2 separate regions of the Triticum aestivum genome follow, and region 2 is linked to region 1. The links are chromatin contacts, called in public HiCAR-type maps. All regions are on one chromosome and are shown on one strand. Each heading gives the region's core, a stretch centred on a gene start, on an enhancer-like site or on the middle of the called end of the contact. The rest is flanking DNA. Distances are from core to core; before and after follow the strand shown. Region 1 holds the start of LOC123166807 (pentatricopeptide repeat-containing protein At3g29230). Region 2 holds the start of LOC123169792 (kinesin-like protein KIN-14L).

What was found. HiCAR-type assays count read pairs that join an accessible place to other places.
Region 2: a HiCAR-type map of leaf shows a contact between it and region 1, with 6 times the contacts expected there. The contact joins the promoter of LOC123169792 here to the promoter of LOC123166807 in region 1. A contact is called at or near these places in 3 of 5 Hi-C or Micro-C datasets (all in leaf) and 1 of 1 datasets of contacts at active chromatin or transcription factors (leaf).

The regions. Positions count from the first base shown.
Region 1 is chr7D:129,765,960-129,771,952 of IWGSC CS RefSeq v2.1, reverse strand. It overlaps LOC123166807 (pentatricopeptide repeat-containing protein At3g29230), which reads left to right and starts at 2,352. Exons shown (of 1, transcript XM_044584607.1): 1 at 2,352-4,259. The coding sequence starts at 2,514. The coding sequence ends at 3,923.
Region 2 is chr7D:130,120,953-130,126,945 of IWGSC CS RefSeq v2.1, reverse strand. LOC123169792 (kinesin-like protein KIN-14L) reads right to left here and starts at 2,491. Exons shown (of 23, transcript XM_044587667.1): 1 at 2,077-2,491; 2 at 1,076-1,199; 3 at 305-391; 4 at 36-206. The coding sequence starts at 2,283.

The DNA.
Region 1 (5,993 bases), core at 1,103-3,602:
CAGAAAGACTTCAGTGATGCCTAACACTCTTTGGCTCTGGGTGTTTTGGGCTTTGTCCTCGCAAAGATCTCTCTCTCAAATGCTTCGGAGGTGGGTTGCTCTCAAACGACAAAAGTCGTGCACTAAGTCTGAGCAGCCACCAATTTATGTTGTAGGGGGTGAGCTATTTATAGCCAGGAGGCAACCCGACCTGATTTGTCCGAAATGACCCTAGGTCACTAAGGAACCGACACGTGTCCAACGGTCGGATTTCAACCATACGCGGCAACTTGACTTGGGCTACAAGTAAAGCTGACTCATCCAGCTCTGGACAAGATTTGCTCTCGTTGTCTTCGCTCGAAGACATAGGATTTTGGTTGAGCATCACTTTAGTCACTCTGACTTTGTTCACTTGGACCCCACTTAACAGTACGGTGGTTCCTATGATCAACAAAGAAGAAAAGAAAACTACGAAACAACTATGTCTTCGCACTCCATAGTCTTCACATGAATGTCTTCTCATGTCATAATCTTCATTGTGAATATCTTCACAAACCACCATTGTCTTCAATGTCTTCACACATTTTTAGAGATCATCTCTGGTAGGTAAACCCAATCAATAAGGGACTACTACCTGTGTTATCCTGCAATTCTCACAAACACATTAGTCCCTTAACCAAGTTTATCGTCAATACTCAAAACCAACTAGGGGTGGCACTAGATGCACTTACAGTAACAAACCAAAGGGACACCCATTTTTTCCAAGTTCATAATAAAGAACTTACAAATAAGTTGGATAGGAATACTTGCCTATTTCATCTAATCATAAACTACGGTATAAAATTGATCTGATCGTCGTTGGATGAAAATACCAATTAACATATCATATGCTATTGGATAACCATTTATATTTTTGGCTCGGTATGATAAGCATGTTTACCCTGCAAATGCATTACCTAGCTCACTTTCCCCAATAAATTAATTCACCGGAATACCATACAACTCGAGCAATAAACCAACTCAAGTTGGATAAAATGGGTTTGTATCCAGCAACATGAAGCCACGTGAGCCTGCAAGGGCAGAGGTGCATTACTTGCCAAAAAAAAGGCAAAGGTGCATTTTATGCTAAAATGTGAGCCTGCTCGGCTCGTTAAAGCTCATGGTCGCTAAGGCTTTGGTTCGTTAAGCTTGTTATCCTCGACGAGCTAATATCCAAGATCGACTCGATTTTGCTACACGCTCGCGAACACTCATGAGCACTTGTTAAAGGTTCAACCATAGGTGTCATTGTATCAAATATCAAGTTTGCCGACCACAACTCGCTTGATGCCTTCGCCTCCGTTCGACTACGAGATGAAATGATAAAAGACTAGTGTCATGTAGTCAGAGAACAAGCAATGCGACATAAGATATCTAAAGTGGGGAGTGGGCTACCTAATTGTGATTACATGGACTAGTCACGAGTTACTAAGAATATTAACAAGTTAACGAGATTGCCTCAGTTCGTTGACAAAATGAGCACGTGACAATCAAACGAGCGCTCGTTAAGCTCACCGAGCTTTGAGCTTTATGTTCGCCCCCCCCCCCCCCCCCCACATAATATAAGAGCGTTTTTGACACTAATATAAGAGCGTTTTTAACACTACATTAGTGTCAAAAATGCTCTTATATTATGGGACGGAGGGAGTATTAAATAACCACGTTGCAAGACATTTCGTCGACCCCAGATCGACCCTAAGTGGTCACCGCCTGACAGATGGAAGCCATCCCTACATTTTCAGTGAGACATTGTCAGAGGGCGAGGTGCTCCTGTCATTTCGTTAAGGAGAAGAGAGTTTGACTGGTTTGTAAGAAAAATTAAGCCGAAACCACACAACATTTTGCCCTGGTTAGAGGGTAACCATGCAAAAATTCAAGTGACGAACACAAACAATCCCTAAACGAAGCTAGACTCTACCACCAAGCACACGCCAATGATTGAGTGCCAAAGAGACCCGAGATAAAGGGAAAAACAACGTGGGAAGTAAATAACGCCAAAAAACACCAACGTCACCGACACTAACCCCATCGGGACAAAGGTTTCATCTATACCTCCACGCTCCACCATCCTATCGTATGATGAGAGGGGATGCAAGCCACCCTACGAATAGGAAAATAGGTGCAACTGTAATTTGCTTGCATTTTCGTAGTCAATTGTTTCAGCCAACAAATAGAAAGTGTTTGTGTTTTTTTCGAATCTAAGCGCAACAGGGTTGAATTCAGAATGTCTTTGATGATTGCAATGGATCAGTGCAAAGTCACGAAAGCATTTAGCTGCGTAATTTTTCACAATGCCAAATTTGACAAAACTTGTTGCACAAACCGAAGCGGCCTGCCAAGTGCTTGAGTGTCAACCTGAGAATTATTCTCTCTCTCTCTCTCTCTCTTTTTCCTGTGAAACAAGAACCTGAGAATTCTGACTTGCGCTCAAGTTCACTGTGAATTCAGAGGGCGGCTAATGGAAATTCAGTTTCCTGGGAGAGAAGATACGGCAGATGCAGCCGAGGACGCTTCCGCGCGGCCGCGCCGCCATCCTGCGCGCGGTCACGGGATGCCGCGGCCGCCGGGAAGAGCAGGCCCTCCACTGCCTCGTCTGCAAGCTGGGACTCGCCTCCGACGTCGTGCTTGCGACCGCCTTGCTCGTCCGCTACGGCAGGCGCGGCCTCCTGGCTCCCGCCCAGCGGCTGTTCGACGAAATGCCGCGCAGGGACGCGGTCGCCTTCAACGCCATGCTGGCCGCGCTCGGCGCCTCGGGGAGGGCGGCCGACGCGCGGAGGCTGTTCGACCGAATGCCGGGGCCGGACAGGACCCCCGCGTCGTGGAACACCCTGCTCACGTGCTACTGCAGGGTCGGCGACCTCGCCTCCGCCAGGGCCGTCTTCGAGGCGAGCCTGCGCGCGGCGACGAGCAGCGCCGTCTCGTGGAACGCGATGGTCGACGGGTACTGCAAGGCCGGGCGGATGGACGCCGCCCGGGAGCTGTTCGACCGTATGGGCTCCTCGCTGCGGGACGTCGTCACGTATAACACGATGATGGCCGGGTATCTGCGCCGGGGAGACCCCGCCGCGGCCATCGCGATGTTCCGCCGGCTGACGCAGGATGAGGGGCAGGCGCCGAGGCCCACCGCGGTCACCATTGCCACCGTGGTGACTGCTTGCACGCAGGTGGGGGACTTCGGCTTTGGCCGGGCGGTCCATCTCTCCACCCGGCAGCTGCTGGGGACAAGCACCGACGCGGTGCTGAGCAACGCCCTCATGGACATGTACTTCAAGTGCGGGAGCGTGGACCGCGCGCTCGAGGTCTTCAGCGCCATGCCGTCCGGCGCGCCCAACCTCTTCTGCTGGAACACGGTGATCGCGGGGCTAGGCAGGAACGGCCGCGGCGAGGATGCCGTCAGGGCGTTCCGCGACATGGTGGAGACGAGCAATAAGAACAACGAGGTCAGGCCGGACTCGGTGACGTTCGTGGCGCTCCTGTCGGCGTGCAGCCACTCCGGTCTGGTGCGCGAGGGCCGTGAGCTCTTCGCGGAGATGCTGCCGGCCCACGGGGTGGCTCCCGGGGCGGAGCACTACGGCTGCATGGTGGACCTGCTGTGCCGCGCGGGGCTGCTCGGCGAGGCCGTGCGGCTCGTGCGGACGATGCCCGTCCGGCCCAACGCCAAGGTCCTGGGGTGCCTGCTGCTCCATGCGCGCAGCTCGGGGGACGGCGTGACGGCGAGCGAGTGGGCGGCGAGGCGGATCGCGGAGCTGGACGGCCGCGACGGCGCCGCGTACGGGCTGTCCAACCTGTACGCGTCGCTGCAGAGGTGGGATCACGTCGAGAGGCACCGGAGCGGGCTGGTGACCGTGGCCGCGGCGAGCGGCAAGGAGCCTGGCCGGACTAGCTACGATCCGCATGTACGCTAGTTCGAGGCACCGACTCGTACGGTTTCTGCAAGCAGGACACACACGTGCACACACACTGCGCCACACAACGACAGCGGTGACAGTGAGCCCCCACGTTTGCAGTGACGTTGGCGCGATGTAAGCATGTGCGATGGCACTCAACGGATGCGAAGGTGAGGAACCTTCCCGTGTCTTCTTCCTATCGACGCCTGGGGCAAAAGTGACAGTTTTGGTTCTATATGCAAAAATGGTAAAACAAATTGCACGTGCTGATTGGAAAAAATTACTGCAGGTAAGCAAGGAGAAACTGTAAGAATTTTTAAGTGACCTTTTGTTTATACAACTTTTTGCAAAAGACATTTTCAATCTATTCATATAATCATGATACTACAGAGAAAATTAGAGGTTGCACAAATTTCAACAAGGTCTATAGACCACCTAACGACGACTACAAGCAATAGAGCAAGCCGAAACGTCATCGTCATCGCACCTCCCTCATCAAAGTTCGGCGAATCTTGTTATAGTAGACAGCTCCAAAGGAACAACGCATAGAGTAGCCATCGACAATGAAGAGAGTCGTAGATCGAAAGGATCAAATATTTTTTTCGAAATGGCAGAGTTTCTGCATTCATTAAGAAGAAAAGAGTTGCTCAGTTAATTAGGGAAAATCGAGCAAAAACCAGATTGCCCAGTTGATTATAGAAAACCGGGCAAAAACCATCACAACCGCTGAGCGGCACACACACAAGAGACCCACGCACACCACTCCAATGAGGGCATCGCCGAGACAGCACGCAGGCGTCATCGTCATCACTCTTCTTCTAGAGGCATCATTACCATCCCTAAACCTTGAGCAAACGACTCCGACTTCGCCGTAGGCGATCGTCGAGTCAACTCACACCGAAGAGGCCATGTGGGGGTGTATGAAGATCCGTGCCAAAACTCAGCCACCTGCGACCAGACAGCGCAGCTCCAACTCTGAGGAAGAACTACGAAGGACAAAACCAGACACGGTTGGCGCCACAGAAGATCACCGAACGGGCCACCTGCAGCCAGTCATCGTATACGACAGGGCCCCGCCGCCGCAACTTCGACTTCACAGCAACAAACAAACCGAGGTAATCCCGTGAACACGCCGGAGAAGAGCCGACTACCTCAACCATTGCCACGTCGCCGACATCGTTCCCACCATCATCGTCACCACAGAACTCTGGACGCCACAGAAAGGATCAAATATGTAAACACACAAACAAAGACTGGATCTAAATGGATCCACTGAAGACCATAACCGACTGAATCTCATGATATTCGACAAAGACACACCTCCACACGCTCTTCAAAAATATGCTAGGCGCATCATCGGGCGGGAATCGGATATGGGAGCTACTATTCCTACTCGAGGGACATCGCTGCCGCCACGCAACCCATGCGAAACCTAACAAGAAAGTGAGCAGGTCCCCTCCGAGGGGATGGGGGTATGGTGCGGTCCTCCGCACCTCCACGGTCCAAAGGCCTTCGGATGCGGGGCGGGGCGACGACGGTGCCGGCAAGAGGAGGAAGAAACCTAATCCCATGGGAGTCGTTTCTAGGAAAGGACGAAAGAGAACATTTTATCTGATTCTGTACTACTACTCATCTACTCCCTCCTAGTCCTGGCCATGGGCAGCCCGGCCCGAACGGCCCGACCCGACGCTGCACTCGGGCTTAGATTTTGAGCCGGAAGGCCGGCCCCATTGTTTTCGTGATTTACTGAAGGGGCCCAGCCCGATGCCCGGCGAGCTTTATCACTTTTGGGCTGGGCTTGGGCCCAAAAACCAGGCCCGACGATGCCGGGCCGGGCTCAGGCCTAGGTTTTCTGCCTCGGGTTTTCGTAGGCCCGACCCGGCCCGGCAGATGGCCAGGTATACTCTCTCTGTCCGAAAAAGTTGTCCCTCAAATGCATGTAATCTAGAACTAACTTGGTGCTAGATACATCCATTTAAGGGATAAACTTTTCCGGACGGAGGAAGTAGGAGTATTGTATAAACTGTTTTTTTTTTTGCAGAAAAGACCCTTGATATCTTAAAGTCTAAAAAACACCCTCATTACATA
Region 2 (5,993 bases), core at 1,242-3,741, 350 kb before region 1:
TAATTGCATCCTGCATGGCCCATCATCAATCTTACCTTGCCCAATGTGGGGACCATATACCCTGTCAAACTCATAATCCTTCTTAGGGTTTGTAAGAGACTCATCTCCAGTGTTTACACGGATAGTAAAATCATCTGGAAACTCAACCGCTGATGGACCCTCATCTTCGAATAATGGTCTGCTACGGCAGAATACTTTGACATTGCCTGAAAGATGTTCATAATTATGACTGACGCTAAAAAGACTCCACACACAAAGATGAGTCGTGTGTGTAAGTCAGGCAGTATAGAACATAGTAGAGTACCTTTCAAGGTCAATAAGTCATTGAAAAGTCTTTTCTTCTCATGAATCAAAGGAGTGATTCTAGTTTCAGTTTCAAGTGCAGCTTGATCTACAGCAGCAAAAGATATAATCTCAGGTAACAATGGAAATTATATTACAAATAGATGAGTAACAAAACAGAGCAAGTTGCAACGCATGAAAAGCATGATTCTCTATCTCTTCTGACTATGTACAGTGTGTGATTGGGGGGAAAAAGTGTCCTTAGAACATGATATGATCAAACAACATCCAAAGTCGGTTTGTTATGTCGTTTTAATGCTCAGGGGATAATTTTATTACCAGTGGCTTCATACAGTTACTGTTTGTGGTCACAAGATTATAGAATGTACTTAACTACTTAAGGGACTTATATGTGCTATTCACTGTAACTGCAATACGTCCCAGCTCTTTCAAAACAGAGCGTGAGTACATGAATATAAGAGTTGCACATAACCCACCCCGTAATTTATAAACAGGGAATCATTATATTACAGACACCGGCAGCCATATTATGCTCGCTATGTACCAATGAGAGAAATTTCACTGGAAGCATATAGCTTATTCCAGGAGCCTTCAAAACACAGTACCAACCAGCCCAGCAAAACCACTATCATAATTAACATTAACAAGCCTAAAGGACAAGGAAAATATAAACAACTAGATGTTTATAAATGATTAAACAGGACCCCCTCATTAACACAGGGGAAACGAGGTTAATACTTAACTGAACACCATGAAGAGATATTGAACTTACCTAGTTTCCGAGTTCTATCTGCAAGAAACCCAAGATAGCGAGTGACACGGCCCAATTTTGCATTAGAATACTCAAGAAGGTCACTAGCTTCTTGCCTAAGTTCCAAGCAGTCCTCTCTAGCAAGCTACAAGTGTAATTTATAAAAGTGAGTTTTAAGAAATGATCAAATACCAACACAAGCAGGAACAAGAGAAAAACATGAAGTGAACACGTAATATCATGCACATCAAATCATGTTGATTTGACACAATCATCATAACTCTGGTATTTGCATCAATTAGCAAGAATAGTTTCCTGGAATTTTTCGTGTGAAGGCAAAATTATGAATAACATTGAAAGCGCCGACAGTATTATCCTGCTCAAGTTTGTTTGCACTCCTCATTCCTAGTGAACAGGTAACGGCATCGCCTCCCAATGTGGTTCCAGTTGAGTAATTTCAGTTCCTCTAAATTGATGAAAATCATAACAGCCATTCTTGTCCTCGAATAAACTAAATGAATACAATGTTGGAGCCTGTCGTCCCACCATGGTACTATCTCATGTTGAACTAACACCAGTAACAGAAACACATTGCCCCGCATATACCTATAGCCTCCTCAACTCAACGCATTATTAATAGCTGAGCATAGCCAGACTTGGTTCCTCAATCAAATAAATTTCAAAATTATAAACCGTATATGCAACTAAACTGCAAGTTCAAGCTCTAGGTCCAACAGAGAACCTTGGCTGACACTCCCCAACAGATGGAGCAAAGGCAGTATTGAATCAAAGCAGTGGAATCAGCACGCGTCCCAATCCTCTACCTCAGCCGGCTCATTGATGGATGCGTAAACCCAAAATGCAGGAATCCGCTGAGGCGGCGCGAAACACACGGCAACATCCCCCGCTCCAACGACCCCACCCAGCTAATTAATTAGCCCCATCCCCCGGACAAAAACGAGCTGGGACCGGACACCACAGGCCGCACCACTCAATCCACAAGCACGGAGCGGAGCAAGCACCTGGACGCTGTCGGCGAGCTGGTCGAGGCGGTCGGCGACGGGCATGGCGCCGGACGCGCGGGGCGCCCCCTCGGAGGAGCGGGACACCATGGCCGTCGGCGGCGCCCTGGGCATGGCGGTGGGCGTCGCCAGCGGCGTCCCGGCCGCCGGCGTCCGCGGCTGGAAGCCGGGGAGGTCCCACGACCAGCCCCCGCGCGCGTCCGCCATTGGCGCCGCGACGACCGGAAACCCTAGATCGAGCGCGGCTGTGGTTTAGGGGGCCGCGGGGGCGGGGGGAGGCGGACGAGGCGGTGGTGGTGGTGGTGTGGTGGACGGAGTGGAGGGGGGAGGGGGAGACGCGGCCCCTATTCCTCCTCAATCTATCGCTTCGGAGGGAGGGAGGACAGGGGCCAGAAGTTTTTCCGCTTTCGCATTTTCCGCGGCGTTGTTTTGTTCCCCTCTCCTTGTTCCGGGGGCGGGGGTCGCCCCGCCCGGCCCGATGGGGAGAGCCTTTTGGCATCATCGGTTTTTGCTCTTGGCTCGGCTGTGGTTTGAATTCGCTCGCCGGGGCCCTGCCCCGCCCCGCTGCGGGACCGTGGGAGGATAAATGCTCGGGGTACCCCGCGATGGGATTTATGTTTGGCGGCGACCAAACGCACGGAGGCATTGATTGGGGTATGAGAAAAACACCTGCGTGGAGTAAATGAAACCGTGCGGCCGAGGGAGGAAGTCAATATAAACTGGGAATGATGCCTTCCAGATTTTCAAAGGATAACGAAAAAAGGTCGCTCTCTCTTGTTTGGTTCAGACATCGTTTTAGCTTTTTGATTGATGAAGAAAAACAGAAATGGCAAAATGAAAGCTATGTCGTTGTGGATATTTTTGTATGAAAATGTATGTCAGCCCTAGAATATTGCCAGGTTAAAGACCTACTCAAAAACTGCCCTAGAACAGTTTTGTGTTATCCCACTACTTCTTTTTTTCTTATGAAAAGAAGTCGTGGTCGCTAGTACAAAGATCAAATGATGGAATGCATGCCTCCTCCTATTTTGAATCAAATTTTGACTACCAATCTAACTAAGCAGATATTGTAGGCATCTCCTCGTCTTTAGATGAAAAAATGGGTAGTATAACTGTTTGTTCACTCCGGACCTGTATACATGCCCCATCTTATTTGGAGTCAAATTTTGACCACCGACTTAACTAGAAAAATATGAGCTCTATGCCCTAAAATTTATACCATTGGATTTGTATCCAAAAGATGTTTCCAATGTATACATTTTACTGAAGGTAACTCGTTTTTTTTCCTGATGGTCAAAGTTTGACTAATAATACGAGGGGGCATGTATTCTGGTTCGGAACAACTAGAGAAGGTATGCATAAAAATAGTATAAGATATGAACTTTACATGCTTCATCGGAGCCTGTGGGTTCGCCTTTCCTCTGCCTGCCGCTTTGGCGGCCGGTGGTGGGAAGGGGAATCTCAGTGCCTTCGCTCTAGTTTGTAGTTAGGGTTTTTTAGTCCTCGCGGGTGCGACGCTCAGGCGGATGGCGGCTCTTCTTAGAATTTGTCCTCCGAGCTCTGATCCTCCTCGAGTTCGTTTGTCTGAACGTAGTCGACGGAGCTCCAGCGTAGATTCATGTCGTCTCTTTCAGGCGGTGAGGTTAGTGTTTCTGGAGATTTGGTCTCAGATGCTTCAGATATATGCAAGGATTCAACAACGAAGACTGCAACTCCAGGGCGTTGAGGTTTAGGGGCACACGTGTACGAAGACTTCCCGACTGTTATTGACAAGATCAAGCCGGCTCCGATAAGGGAGCGACGACAGTGGGGCGGCGGCGGCTCGTTCTGGAGGCAGTACCGGTTGTTCGATGCTCTCAAAATCTCAATGTATTTATTATGTTTGAGATGCTTTGTATTTCCGATGAACTTCTATAATAGATCTAATCCATTTTGTGGAAAAAAGAACACATGCCCCCACGTGCTATTAGACAAACTTTGACCATCAAGAAAAATATCATGATAAAAATGTTAAATTGATTGTAGTACGTCATTCTATAAGGCGATGGTTAACCAATATTTAGATAGGCGTACCATTGTTCTATGCAGTAGGTTTGGAAGAATGTGAAGAGTGAGGTAAATCATACTTCCTTGGGATTTTCAAGTACATAAAGTCCAAAATCCAATTTTCCTCTCCATGACGGCAAACCTTCTGAATTTTTGTTGGCTAAAATGCGTCGAATTCATTTGTGTGAATACCTACAAAGCAATTAAAACTGCTCACAAATGAATCATAGTAATTTTGGTAAGAAGCTTACCGTAGCATCTAGCATATATTATTTGTTAAAGAGTCTTCTCTTTGCTTTAGTCACTGGATGTTGGACTTGCATTGAAGGAAATATGTCCTAGAGGCAATAATAAAGTTGTTATTTTATATTTTCTTATATCATGATAAATGTTTATTATTCATGCTAGAATTGTATTAACCGGAAACTTGATACATGTATGAATACATAGACAAAACAAAGTGTCCCTAATATGCCTCTACTTGACTAGCTCGTTAATCAAAGATGGTTAAGTTTCCTAACCATAGACGTGTGTTGTCATTTGATGAACAGGATCACATCATTTGACAAGACCCATCCGCTAGCTTAGCACTATGATCGTTTAGTTTATTGCTATTACTTTCTTCATGACTTATACATGTTCCTATGACTATGAAATTATGCAACTCCCAAATACCGGAGGAACACTTAGTGTGCTATCAAACGTCACAACGTAATTGGGTGATTATAAAGATGCTCTACATGTGTCTCTGATGGTGTTTGTTGAGTTGGCATAGATCAAGATTAGGATTTGTCACTCCGATTGTCGGAGAGGTATCTCTGGGCCCTCTCGGTAATGCACATCACTATAAGCCTTGCAAGCAATGTGACTAATGAGTTAGTTGCGGGATGATGCATTACGGAACGAGTAAAGAGACTTGCTGGTAACGAGATTGAACTAGGTATGGTCATACCGACGATCGAATCTCGGGCAAGTAACATACCGATGACAAAGGGAACAACGTATGTTGTTCCGCTATTGGTTATTGGCCGGAGATGTGTCTCGGTCATGTCTACATAGTTCTCGAACCCGTAGGGTCCGCACGCTTAACGTTCGATGACGATTTGTATTATGAGTTATGTGATTTGATGTACCGAAGGTTGTTCAGAGTCCCAGATGAGATCACGGACATGACGAGGAGTCTCGAAATGGTCGAGACGTAAATATCGATATATTGGAAGGCTATATTCGGACATCGGAAAGGTTCCGAGTGATTCGGGTATTTTTCGGAGTACCGGGGAGTTACGGGAATTCGCCGGGAGAAGTAATGGGCCTTATTGGGCTTTAGTGGAGAGAGGGGAGAAGGGCCAAGAGGTGGCACGCGCCTCCCCCCTGCCCAAACCGAATTGGACAAGGGGTGGGGGCGCGGCCCCCCTTTCCTTCTCCCTCTCCCTCTCTCTCCTTCTCTCCTACTCCGAATAGGAAAGAGGAGGGGGATCCTACTTGGATTAGGGAGTCGTAGTAGGATTCCCCACACCTGGCCCTCCCCCCTTGGGCCGGCCACCTCTTCCCTCTCCTCCTTTATATACGTGTCCAGGGGGCACCCCAATGATACACAAGTTATTCTTAGCCGTGTGCGGTGCCCCCCTCCACAGTTTTACACCTCGGTCATATCGTCGTAGTGCTTAGGCGAAGCCCTGCGCCGGTAACTTCATCATCACCGTCACCACGCCGTCGTGCTGAAGAAACTCTCCCTCGGCCTCAACTGGATCAAGAGTTCGAGGGACGTCACCGAGCTGAACGTGTGCAGATCGCGGAGGTGCCGTGCGTTCGGTACTTGATCGGTTGGATCGCGAAGACCTTCGACTACATCAACCGCGTTACTTAACGCT